Linked DNA regions of Anas platyrhynchos: region 2 is linked to region 1. Evidence: chromatin contacts called from public Hi-C data. All regions are on one chromosome and are shown on one strand. Each heading gives the region's core, a stretch centred on a gene start, on an enhancer-like site or on the middle of the called end of the contact. The rest is flanking DNA. Distances are from core to core; before and after follow the strand shown. Region 1 holds the start of CHCHD4 (coiled-coil-helix-coiled-coil-helix domain containing 4). Region 2 holds the start of SLC41A3 (solute carrier family 41 member 3).

What was found. Hi-C and Micro-C count contacts between places; a contact is called where the count stands out from the background.
Region 2: a contact with region 1 is called in a Hi-C map of subcutaneous adipose tissue, with 1.9 times the contacts expected there. The contact joins the promoter of SLC41A3 here to the promoter of CHCHD4 in region 1. A contact is called at or near these places in 2 of 8 Hi-C or Micro-C datasets (skeletal muscle and subcutaneous adipose tissue).

The regions. Positions count from the first base shown.
Region 1 is chr13:10,428,989-10,434,196 of IASCAAS_PekinDuck_T2T, reverse strand. It overlaps CHCHD4 (coiled-coil-helix-coiled-coil-helix domain containing 4), which reads right to left and starts at 3,009. Exons shown (of 3, transcript XM_027468001.3): 1 at 2,850-3,009; 2 at 719-817. The coding sequence starts at 2,871. It overlaps TMEM43 (transmembrane protein 43), which reads left to right and starts at 3,104. Exons shown (of 12, transcript XM_027468000.3): 1 at 3,104-3,263; 2 at 3,824-3,973; 3 at 4,995-5,129. The coding sequence starts at 3,252.
Region 2 is chr13:10,731,305-10,736,512 of IASCAAS_PekinDuck_T2T, reverse strand. SLC41A3 (solute carrier family 41 member 3) reads right to left here and starts at 3,182. Exons shown (of 11, transcript XM_005025093.6): 1 at 3,036-3,182; 2 at 1,030-1,348. The coding sequence starts at 1,320.

The sequences.
Region 1 (5,208 bases), core at 1,760-4,259:
GCAAAACTCAGTTAATCATCATGATAGGAACAAGATATTTCATTCACCCATTAGAAACAAACTAAAATACGCCCTATAAAACCAAAATATTAAGTCAGTCTCTGAAATATTCTGATCTCTTAAGTCTCCTGAATTAATTCATTTGCAGGTTTGATGTACTTTCTGTAAGATCTGCAATCTTCACTGAAAACTTGAGCTCACCTCTTCTCAAGACAAGATGGTTACAGATGAAAACCAGTAATTTGAACTTACCTGTCATACGAAATAAAAACATTTTACACCTATTGATTACATTGCCACTTGTACCATACAGGGTAAGTGATAAACATGTAATATTAAATAAGATAACAACCAGAATTTACGCCTTTTAAGCCCTAACTATGTTAATACAAGAAAGACATTTTTTTCTGGGTGTCTCTGGTTACTAACTGAAATTATAAGCCATCAAGTGATGTAATTGAACAGATCACTTTGAAAGACCATTAAAATTCAGGAAAAAAAGAGTGAGTGTTTTTTTACTGAACAGTTTTCTAAATTTACTAAATAGATTGCTTATTTACCAAACCAGTTGCCCCGCTATCAAGTCTGTAAAAATGAATCAATATTTTTGCTCCTACTTCGTAAAAAATTTGGTGGTGTTTTCTTCTTTTTTTGGGGATTGTTAGATTATCATATATTTCATATGTCACTTCCTACTTCCAGCCTGCTTACTACTGACCTTGTTCTTCATAAGGGTCATCTGGGTCATCTGCAACCAGTTCAGCACTGCTTGGTGTCTCATGGTCCTCCTTGGTCACAAATATAATTTTGTCTTTTCCTGTCATACAGGAGACAAAAAGCAAAAGTTCAGAGAAAGCTGAGACAGAATGAGTCATTTACAAAGCTGGTGAACAGCACGAAATAATGAGATATTCAACATGATGCTCTGGTGGTAATAATGAATGAATTCTACTGTACTTATTTATCACCTTCAAATACAAGTTGTTGGTTCACAGGAACAAACATAGAAAAACAATCTGGAAAGTATTCACAGGGAAGGTGCTAAAAACTATAAAAAAGACCTTGAAATAAGACCCACAATAAAATCAATGGAAATTTCAAAAGATTAGGTAGTAATTTATCTAGAAAAACGATGAAAGAAACTGAGCCTGTTCTCTTTGTACCACTCTCATATACCTGTAGGAAATTTTTCTTTTCCTATTGACTAATGAGAATAGGACATAACCAGTTAAACTGATTTACAATAAACATTTGCATAAAGCACAGTTAGGCAATGCAAATAAATGTCTACAGAGATTGCGGCAAGTCCTCACTAAAGAGAAACAAGATAAAACAGGTGCTTATTTTTAGAGGAGACCAGAATCAACTATCAGGACTCAGAAGCAGTAGAAGACTGCACACTATTTCTGAGCTGTGACAGCATTTAACATGCCTCAAATAATTTTATTTTAAACACCAGCATCCCCCTCCCCGCCCTAACGGAGGTAGGGACTGACACTGTGGTGACAGGAGCTGGGTGCAAGCAACCTGAGAAAGGAGGTGGAGAACATGAAATAGTTTGGGAAGTGTTCTTTTAAAGCACTCATTTAAATAGTGTTAGCATACATAATAACAGATCACCCATTTGTTTGTTAGAATATACAGAAGCTATCTGAAATTCTTTTCCTCTACAGTTCCAGTTTTTGCAGCAACAAACTGTAATGGCTGGAGATCACAGCACAGCTCATTGAACTGTGAAGTTAAGAAGTTGTTTTGAAACAAGCTCAAGCTACTACTCTCCTAGAAGAACTTGCTCAGCTGAGGGTGGTTAGACAGAAAAAGGAGCAGTGAAAGCAAAACTATAATGAATTACAGGCAAGCATTCAGGAGGATACTCATTAAGATCAACAGCCTCCATTAGAGGCCAGCGGCATGTTTTGCAATTATTACGTGAATTAAATACTGAAGAGTACCTTAACGGGGTTGAACCAACTACACCGAATGGTGCTGCACACATTACCAAGGGCAGAAAAGCCCCAGAGCATGCTTCCTGCTCTGGTGCCACTCCTGATTTAACAAAGAGGTTCTGAAGGGGCAAAAAGAGGCTTGGCTGGAAACCAGGGCAGAGTTTCCCAACAACTCTGCGAAACTATAAAAAATGTTCAGAGGCAGGAAGGTCACTACAAGGACGTGGTGTATTAGAAATTAGTCGCTCCTTGCATCTCAATGTGACCTCAACCAGCAGCTGCTCAGGGCTTCCCTTGGCTTTGCATTCAGACATGTCTCACACATTCAAACGTGTCTCAGAAGCAAATAATTTTAAGTTCTTTTTAGGAAGAAAGCAGTTTTTCCATTTTTTTTTGGTCAATTCTGCGTTGTACTCCAGCTCGCTTTACACCACAGAACACCTCAGGATTTCTCATAGAGAACTAGAAACGTATGAACTCTAACCCCTATTACTCTAACCGTAACTTTGTACGATGCCGTAAGCCAACTTATGACCTTATGATCCAGAACATTGTTAAATTAGGTTATAAGCATGAAGCAAAGAGGACCATAACTTCAGGCTGCCTCATCACAGCATTCAAACAGCATTCAGCGTGCATCACCAGCTTTCAAACCTAGAGAAAAACCGCTTTTCAAACTAGAAAACGCTTCTTTCTAGCGTAAAACCAGTCACGTTATCAAACGGGAAAGAAAAAAAAAAAAAAAAAAGCACCAAAAATCCACCCTCCGGGGCAGGAGGCGGCCAAGCCTCAGGAACCCCAAGACCCCTGCAGCAGCCCAGGCCTTCCCCTCCTACCTCCCCCCCTCAGCGGCCGCTTTCCCTCCCCAGCACTCGGGCCCTGCCCGGCCGGAGCCCAGCGCACCTTCTTGCCTGCAGTAGGACATGGCGGCACCGCGCACACCACGGCAACGGGCGGCGGCGGCGGCGGCGCGCGGCTCCCCCCACCTCACACACACGCTCCCGCCTCCGGAAGCGGCCACCCGCCGCTGAGGCGTCCCCTCGCCGCGGCGGGAACGGAGCGGCCAATCCAGGCAGGACTACATCTCCCAGAGTGCTCCGCGCGAAGGGGGGGACACCATTTTCTTGCACGCCGTGTGGTGGCTGGGGACTACATGTCCCGGCGTGCACCGCGCTGGGGGGGGCTGAGGCGAGGCGTGAGGCGCGAGGCGGGGTCGGGCTGAGGCGGGGTCGGGCGGAGCGCGGTGCTCGCGGCGGTTCCTGCGGCTCGTCCCGGGGCGCTGCCCGCTGAGGGAACGGCCCCAAGATGTCGAGGAACGTAAGTTTGGCCCTGCCGCCGCCCCTTCTCGCTCTGTGAGGCTCCTTCGGCTGCCCCGGGGTGGCTCTCGGCCGGCCCCTGCAGCCCCCACACCGCAGGGGGTGTAACCGCCGCTGTCAGCCTTTAGCGCCGCAGCAGAGGGTGGCGATGCCAGATTTGCGTTGATAGCCTTCTTTGGTGCCCGGGCAGCTTTTATTTTAAAGTATGCTGGCGCTGGTCACTGGCGAAGTAAAGCGTGAGGTGTTATTTATAGCCGTGTTGTAGCTGGCGTGGAATCTGGGAGCATTACTCAATTTCTCATCGCCCGAGCACGGGGCGTGGGCATCGGGTTGGGAGCGCTGGGACAGAGCAAAGGAGGCCTGAAGGGATGGGCTGAACAGCTCTTAGAGCAATTGTTTTCTCCGTCAGGCTGGAGTTTGTTTATAGTGGGCAAGTTTAGGCCCAAAGCAAGAGGCACTACTTTGCAGAGTAGCAGCTTTAACAAAGCTACAAAACTCATTCTGGAACAGAACGCCTTCCCCTTTCACACTGACACTGCATTTTTGGTTTATCTCCAACAGTTCTCTGACACAGGCAGCAAAAAAGAACATGTTAAAATCACAAGTGAGGCCAAACCGGGGTTCCTGGAGAGGCTCAGCGAGACCTCTGGAGGCATGTTGATGGGACTTGTGACGTTTCTTCTGTCTTTCTACCTTCTTTTTACCAACGAAGTAAGTGAAGTACTGTCAGTCTTTATGCGCAGCTTTAGCATGTCATAGCCAAGTTGACATTCAACTGGTTTGGCATGTACAGACTTGCTGAAATTGTCATGCTAAAGTTTTAATACTGCAACCGTGAAAATAGAACAATATGTCTGGAGAGTCTGCTGCTTATGCTTGGGATGTAACAGAAGAGTGAAATCACAGGGCCACAGGTGTTTTTTCTATAGAACAGTGTGACAGAGACGTAGGATGTGTGTGGTGGGAGGTAAGATCCAAAACCTTTGAGATGGTGGGAAAACAGGCTATATATAGTGTTATTGAAAGAGGCTTCTATGAGACAGTCACATTCCATTCATCTCTCTTCTTGAGATAACACAGGGTCCTCATTTCTAGTGCTGTTACAATTTCATTAAAGGAATTCATATTCCATGTTGCAAAAGTGAAGGTGTTAATTATTCTCAGTGTTACTTTGTCTTAGTTTTATATTTAAAAAGTAATTAAAGTAAATAAGGAATTCTTATACCCTACCCTTGCAAACATGCATGAGTTTGGCAGTTTTGAAGTGAGATATTAGACCTTCACTTAGGTGAATTTTCACCTAACACTTTCTTTTTTACCTCTACAAGAGGAAAAGCAACTACTGCCAGTTCCAGTGACTGTGCAGGAAAAAAGTAGTCAAGTAGTTGTACGGGCCTTTGGAAAAAGGATTATAACTAGCATAATTTTTGCAGTCATTCAAGAACAATAAGGTAAGAGATAAAGAGCAATAATTTTAGACCTTTGTAATAATAAACTATGTGTGTTTGTGTAGTTAAGTCAGTGTTAATTGTCCTGCTGCATGGGTAAGAAGTATTGCACCAAACTGTCAGATGTGGAGAAAGAGAGCGAAGGATTGCAAGCTGAGAGCTTGCCTTGAGTCTGAATGTAGAAGTCCCAAGGGTCTGCAAATTGCTTGTCTGCTAACCTTTTTCACAAAATACTGCAATATCGTTGTTTCTCTACAACTTGGTTTTGTTTTTCTTGATTACAGGGACGAGCTTTGAGGACAGCCAAATCTCTTGATGAGGGACTTTCTCTTGTGATCCCTCTTGATAACATTCACAGTGTGTCTCAGCAGAATGAGGGGAGATTAGTGCACTTAGCTGGTGCTCTGAGCACATCAAAGGTAAATACAACCAACATCTTGAAGAAAGGAGAATTTCAAGCTTGGAGGGAAGAAACATTTGCTGACAATTTAAACTGTT
Region 2 (5,208 bases), core at 1,933-4,432, 300 kb before region 1:
CAATGTCTAAGGAGACTAAAGTAGTCTGCCGTGGGGTTCTGGATTTGACGTGGTATTTTCTGGAGCATTCTGCTGGGTATTGAGCACATGCTAAGGTCAATTAAGGATACTCTGTTCCTACAGTGAAGCCTCTATAGCTCTTCTAGCTTAGGGAGATCAGCCTGGGGCTAATAGCAAAAGTACACACCTCCAGATCTGTGAAAGTTATATCAATAGAAGCACAGTAGTTTCAGTGTCACTGTATCTGATAACTCAGGGCAGTCTGACCCAACAGCTAGCTAGTTAAATAACACAGGTTAACTAAAAGGCACACAGCAATAAGAGTCACTTAGAGTACAAAGGCATGGCAATTTGTAATCTCTAAATTAACTACAGCTTTAAAGTGTCTGAAAGTAGGCATTCATTGCTGCTTTAAAGCTCTGTATTGCTATGCCATGGGAGGCAAGGTCTGGTCCTGGCTGTCACTAAAACAGCAGTCAGATTGGAAGACTGAAGACTCAAGGATTTATGTTACTTGCTACAAGGCCCTAGAGAAGGATGCGGGGCGCAGCCTGGGCTGGGCTGGATATATGAAGTGTTAACAGTGCAGGGTCGGCTCCTCGCAGGGGACGCATTGCTTTTCAGAGCCACATCCAGAGCCAGAAGCAGTACAGCTGTACCTGCTTCAGAAAAGTACTATGCCATCACAGCCCCTGGGGCTGCAATTCAGCCATCCTCCTCCTGGGACTAAGCTAAAAGACTGCTGCACAGGACTGCACCTTCCTACTTAGATGGCTCAGCTTCTTTGCAAACTCTTCAGCACCATGGTGCCTATTACATCCAAAAGACAAAAACGGGCCAGAAAAACACCACATGCCGTCTACTGAGAGCTACACAAAATACATATACCTGCCTTGGAAGGACACGTTAGTATGCAAAACTACTGCACATTTTCCTTTACTTGCTAATCCCAGAGCAAATCCCTGCTTCTGAAGAGAAGTTTCCCACCTATCCCATACCAGGTACATCAGAACAGTTCCTTTCCCTTACCTGAACATAATCCAAAACCATGCCTGCCAAGACCATGCCAAACCCAGCTAGGAGGTACGGCAGGAGCACCTGCAGGCAAATCGTGATGGCTGACTCTTCCCGTGACTTTGCCATGGACGCCTTCTCCTCAGCCAACAGCTTCTGCTGTGCGGGCAGAGAGACATCCTCTGCCTCCTGGCTGCCAAGTCTGCTCTCTCTGTGTTTACCCTTGCTCTTTGCTTTGTGCCTGGATCGCTCTCCATTTCTAGTTCTGCCCTCTTTTCTCCTCTGCCGAGCCTCCTCACCTTTCATGGTGGCTTTCTTGAATCAAGGAGTTTTTCTGAAAAACAAAGTCAGAACCAGTGAGATGATGAAAGGAGGTGCTGGGTGGGTCAGGGACTGGCGACCCTGGCAACTCCGCTCCATTTACCTGAAGGCAAACCACCACCTACCCCCAAAACCCTAGATGCTCTGCTTGACCCAGATGCTGGTGCTTAGTTTACCTTCGGTTTTGTGTCAAACCAATCTCTCCTTCCATTACTGCATCTCTCTTCCTGGGCCTGTGTTCACACTGGAGCGCTCGTTGTGCATCCTGACTCCTACTCTGGGGACGCCTGAAAGGATGCGGAGGGTGCTGCAGGCAGCCTGCATGCTGGACCCACCAGTTCTCATAAGGGGGTCACGAGAACTGAGGAGCCCAACAAAATCCAACCCTTTTTTAGGATCTGACATGGGGCAGTTCACACCCCGGCACCCTGCAGTCCAGCAAAAGGTGTAACTCACACCTAGCATAGCAGAGCCAGCTACCAAATGCTCCCCAATATGAGGGCAATTCTTTAATCTGCCCTCCGATCTGAACACTTTTGCTTCCCCTCGCACCTCCTTTGACACACACACACACACGGTATGTGACTCACCTACCTACACAGAACCTGCCGTGGCCCCTGCAGCATCCTCTGAGAAAAAAATAAACGCGCAAAATTGTTACCAGTTTCTCTCTCCTCTCGTCTCACCCCTCCTGCCTGGATCCTTCCCCATCGCCTCCCCCACAGAGGCTGACTCGTTCCCCAGGACGGGTCCCCGCTGCCCCATCCCAGCCCCTTCCTCACCCAACATCTGGGCAGCGGAAGGAAACCGCTGGGAGGCCCCAACCGCAGCTGGGCGGCGGAGGAGGGAAGAAGGAAGGATGGACGACCCCAAAACCCCTCTGTGTGTGTGTGTGTGTGTGTGTGTGTCCCCGTCCCCTTTCCCGTCGCTTACCGGCTCCTCTCCCTGCCCGGGGCTCTGCCCTCAGAGGGCCGCGGGAGGCGCCCGCCACGGCCGGGCCGAGCCCGCCCTGCGCGGCGGCCGCGAGTTCGAGTCCGGCCCCCGGCGGCTCGGAGGCGGCGCGGCGCCCTGAGTGGCAGCCGCCGGGCCTGCCCCGGCGCCGTGCGTGAGGCGGGAGGGGGGGCCCTGTTGGTGCAGCCCCCTGCCCGCGGCGTTGGTGGATGTCCCGGGGCCCTGCCTGGCCCACGGAGGCCAAAAAGGGACGGGGTTGACGGGGAAGGGGGTCGGAGGGCTCCCGGAGCCCGCTCGGGACGTGAGCCCCTCAGCGAAGCGCTCCCCAGGAGGAGCGGCTGCCCCCCGAGCCTTCAAGCTGCCCCAACCCCCGGCTGATCTTATCATCAAGGGTGAAAGCTGAGCACAGGAGGAGAAAACCTCAGGCTGCAATTAGGAGTTGAAGAAAGACTTTTCCTCTATTTTTATTTTTCTTTCCTGACCCCTACCCCCTTAGTTCGGCATTACAACATCTCTCGCTTCAAGCTTCCTGTGCAAGCGCCTCCGCTGCAATCAAGAGCAAAACTCCAAGTGACTTGATTTCATCCCCCCCCCCCCCCCCCCAATGAACCAACGTTAGAAATGTGATTGCACCATCCATCACATCTGAGCACATAAATCCCATTACGCACTGAAGTAACCGTACTCGTGCACGGCTCCTGAATCACGCAGCTCAAATTGCCAGAACAATCAAGGATATTAAATCATACCTCAGTACCAGAGCAATGTTATATCCTGCTGAAGTCTCTCAGGTGTCACGCTACGCTAAAGGGCTCCTACTGACAAAATGGTGCCTCTGGGCCTGCAAGCCCTGGGCTCAAAGCAGGGTACACTGAAGGGAGCTGAAGGTTTTTGTAAGTGACAGTAACGAAACGCTGCAGCTGCTGCGTGTTGAGGGTGCGCATTAACTGTTGAATGTCACTGCTGTAACAGCGAGGCTTAAATTTCAGCTCACTTGGTGTAATTTTATGTCTTCCCTTTGCAACTGGTGCTTCCCTGAGAATGGTCAGAACACAGCGTTTTCCTATGGGAAATAAGAAGAGAAGGGACATCTATCAAAAACCTGCAACCTTGCCAAGACATTTTTAGACCTGTTAAATGTATTCTGCTATCACTTTACCCCTGAGCTTCAAAGAAAAATATCTACAGAGCAAGCAGAAATCCTTCTGGGGAAACTGATTGACATGGGCCTTTTGGTAACAGCTCTAGCTCAGGGATCTCCCACCTGGGTCCAACCATCAGCTTGCACAGGAGCTCCCAGCACCCTGCCACACCTCATCCTATGTACAAAAGGGGATGTAACTGTTTGGCATATGCACCGTATCCTCGTGTACCAACCTCAAATCTCCAGTGCATCACCACTGGGTACGTATTTGAGGAGGCTGTCTTTCAGCAGCAGCACAGAACTGCATTTCTCGGAAGCACAGCAGCAGTGTTTAGATACACCCTGGCTTTGACGCAAGGGAACGGCTGCTGGACCTTGACTGCAAACAGAGCTCCTGTGACCTAGGAGCCCCTGAGCTCCCAGATAGGAACAGTTCAGCCACTCACTGCAGCCTGCAGAGTGCTCGGTGACATGAAGCTGAGCAACTTCACGCTAAAATGATTTTCTTCCTCACTCAGCTAGAATTCACGTGTGCTACTTCTCTCTGCTCTCACAGAGGTACAAGTAACATTGGCAGTGTCAAAGGCATTAGGGGACTCATTGCACTTGTTCTTATTTCTCCGTAGTGCTTACAAAGACTTTCCTGCAATAAGAAAATAAGTTTCCTTCCTGTCTTCCATGTTGCTTTGCTCCTGGACTTTATTTCCAACAACTATTCCTTCAGCCAAGCAGAGGGGAATTTTACAGCCCTTTCCACTCTTCTGTCCAGAGACAACATTTGTTTTTTACCCAGTTTCCTGTTATACAATGACATTTCTTTGATGACTAGGGACTACTGAAGACATTTCTCAACCATAAAGCTTGATTTATGACTTCAATGCAGTTGGCCCCAGTGACACTGTGACTGCCAGGCTGTGTATTGTCCATTGTCACCACTGCATTAAGGCTGCTGGTGACTGCTCCATGGCACATTGGGCTGCAGTCCCATCATGGGACATGATTCCGGACACCCAACAGCTGAGATGCACGAACAAATGCTCAGTCTAACCTTCTGCTTTGTGAAACACTGTTAGCTATTATGGGTTAAAAGTATAATCTGGAGGTTTGTGTGCAGACAGAAACAGGCAGTACAAAACTGATACATGACAAATGCTTAATACCTTATAAATCCAGAGTTTGAGAGACATAAAACACAGCAGGAACTTCCTGGAGTTGGATGGGTAGCAGGAGGAGACATCTCTTCTTTGCTTTTTCCTTTGTGTATGTTTTGATGTTAGTTTTATGGTATGCTAGCCTTCACACACAGTAATTTACAGGTAGCTCAGTTAATTTTGTTTCAGTCTCCATCTCTTTTTTTTTTTTTTTTTAATCAAAGCACGGATGTTTTGAGCAGCAGTAATACTCAGAGAAATTAAGAGAGCCACCTCCTACCTGCCCTCTCTCCTCACCTTCACTTGTGCAAGCATCCACCATGCAGCTACTGCTGTTCTTGGCACACTTGTTAAGCCAGTTTACAACCCCAGACCTTCATTCAGGCTTCATATACAGAAATCACCTAGTGTAGGAGAGTGAATGTAGCACAAAGAGCTGCTTTTTGTGACCTGGGACACCTCTTATTAACTTGACTTGCAGTGCTACAGGCCCCTGTTGAACTACTCTGCAGAAGAATAAAGCCAGGCTAAGCTACCATGCTTGCCTGGCAGTCTCAGGAGCTGATGAGAGCTATTTGCACGTGTTCTCCCGCGTACTAGATTGCCAAGGACAAGGTATTTATAATG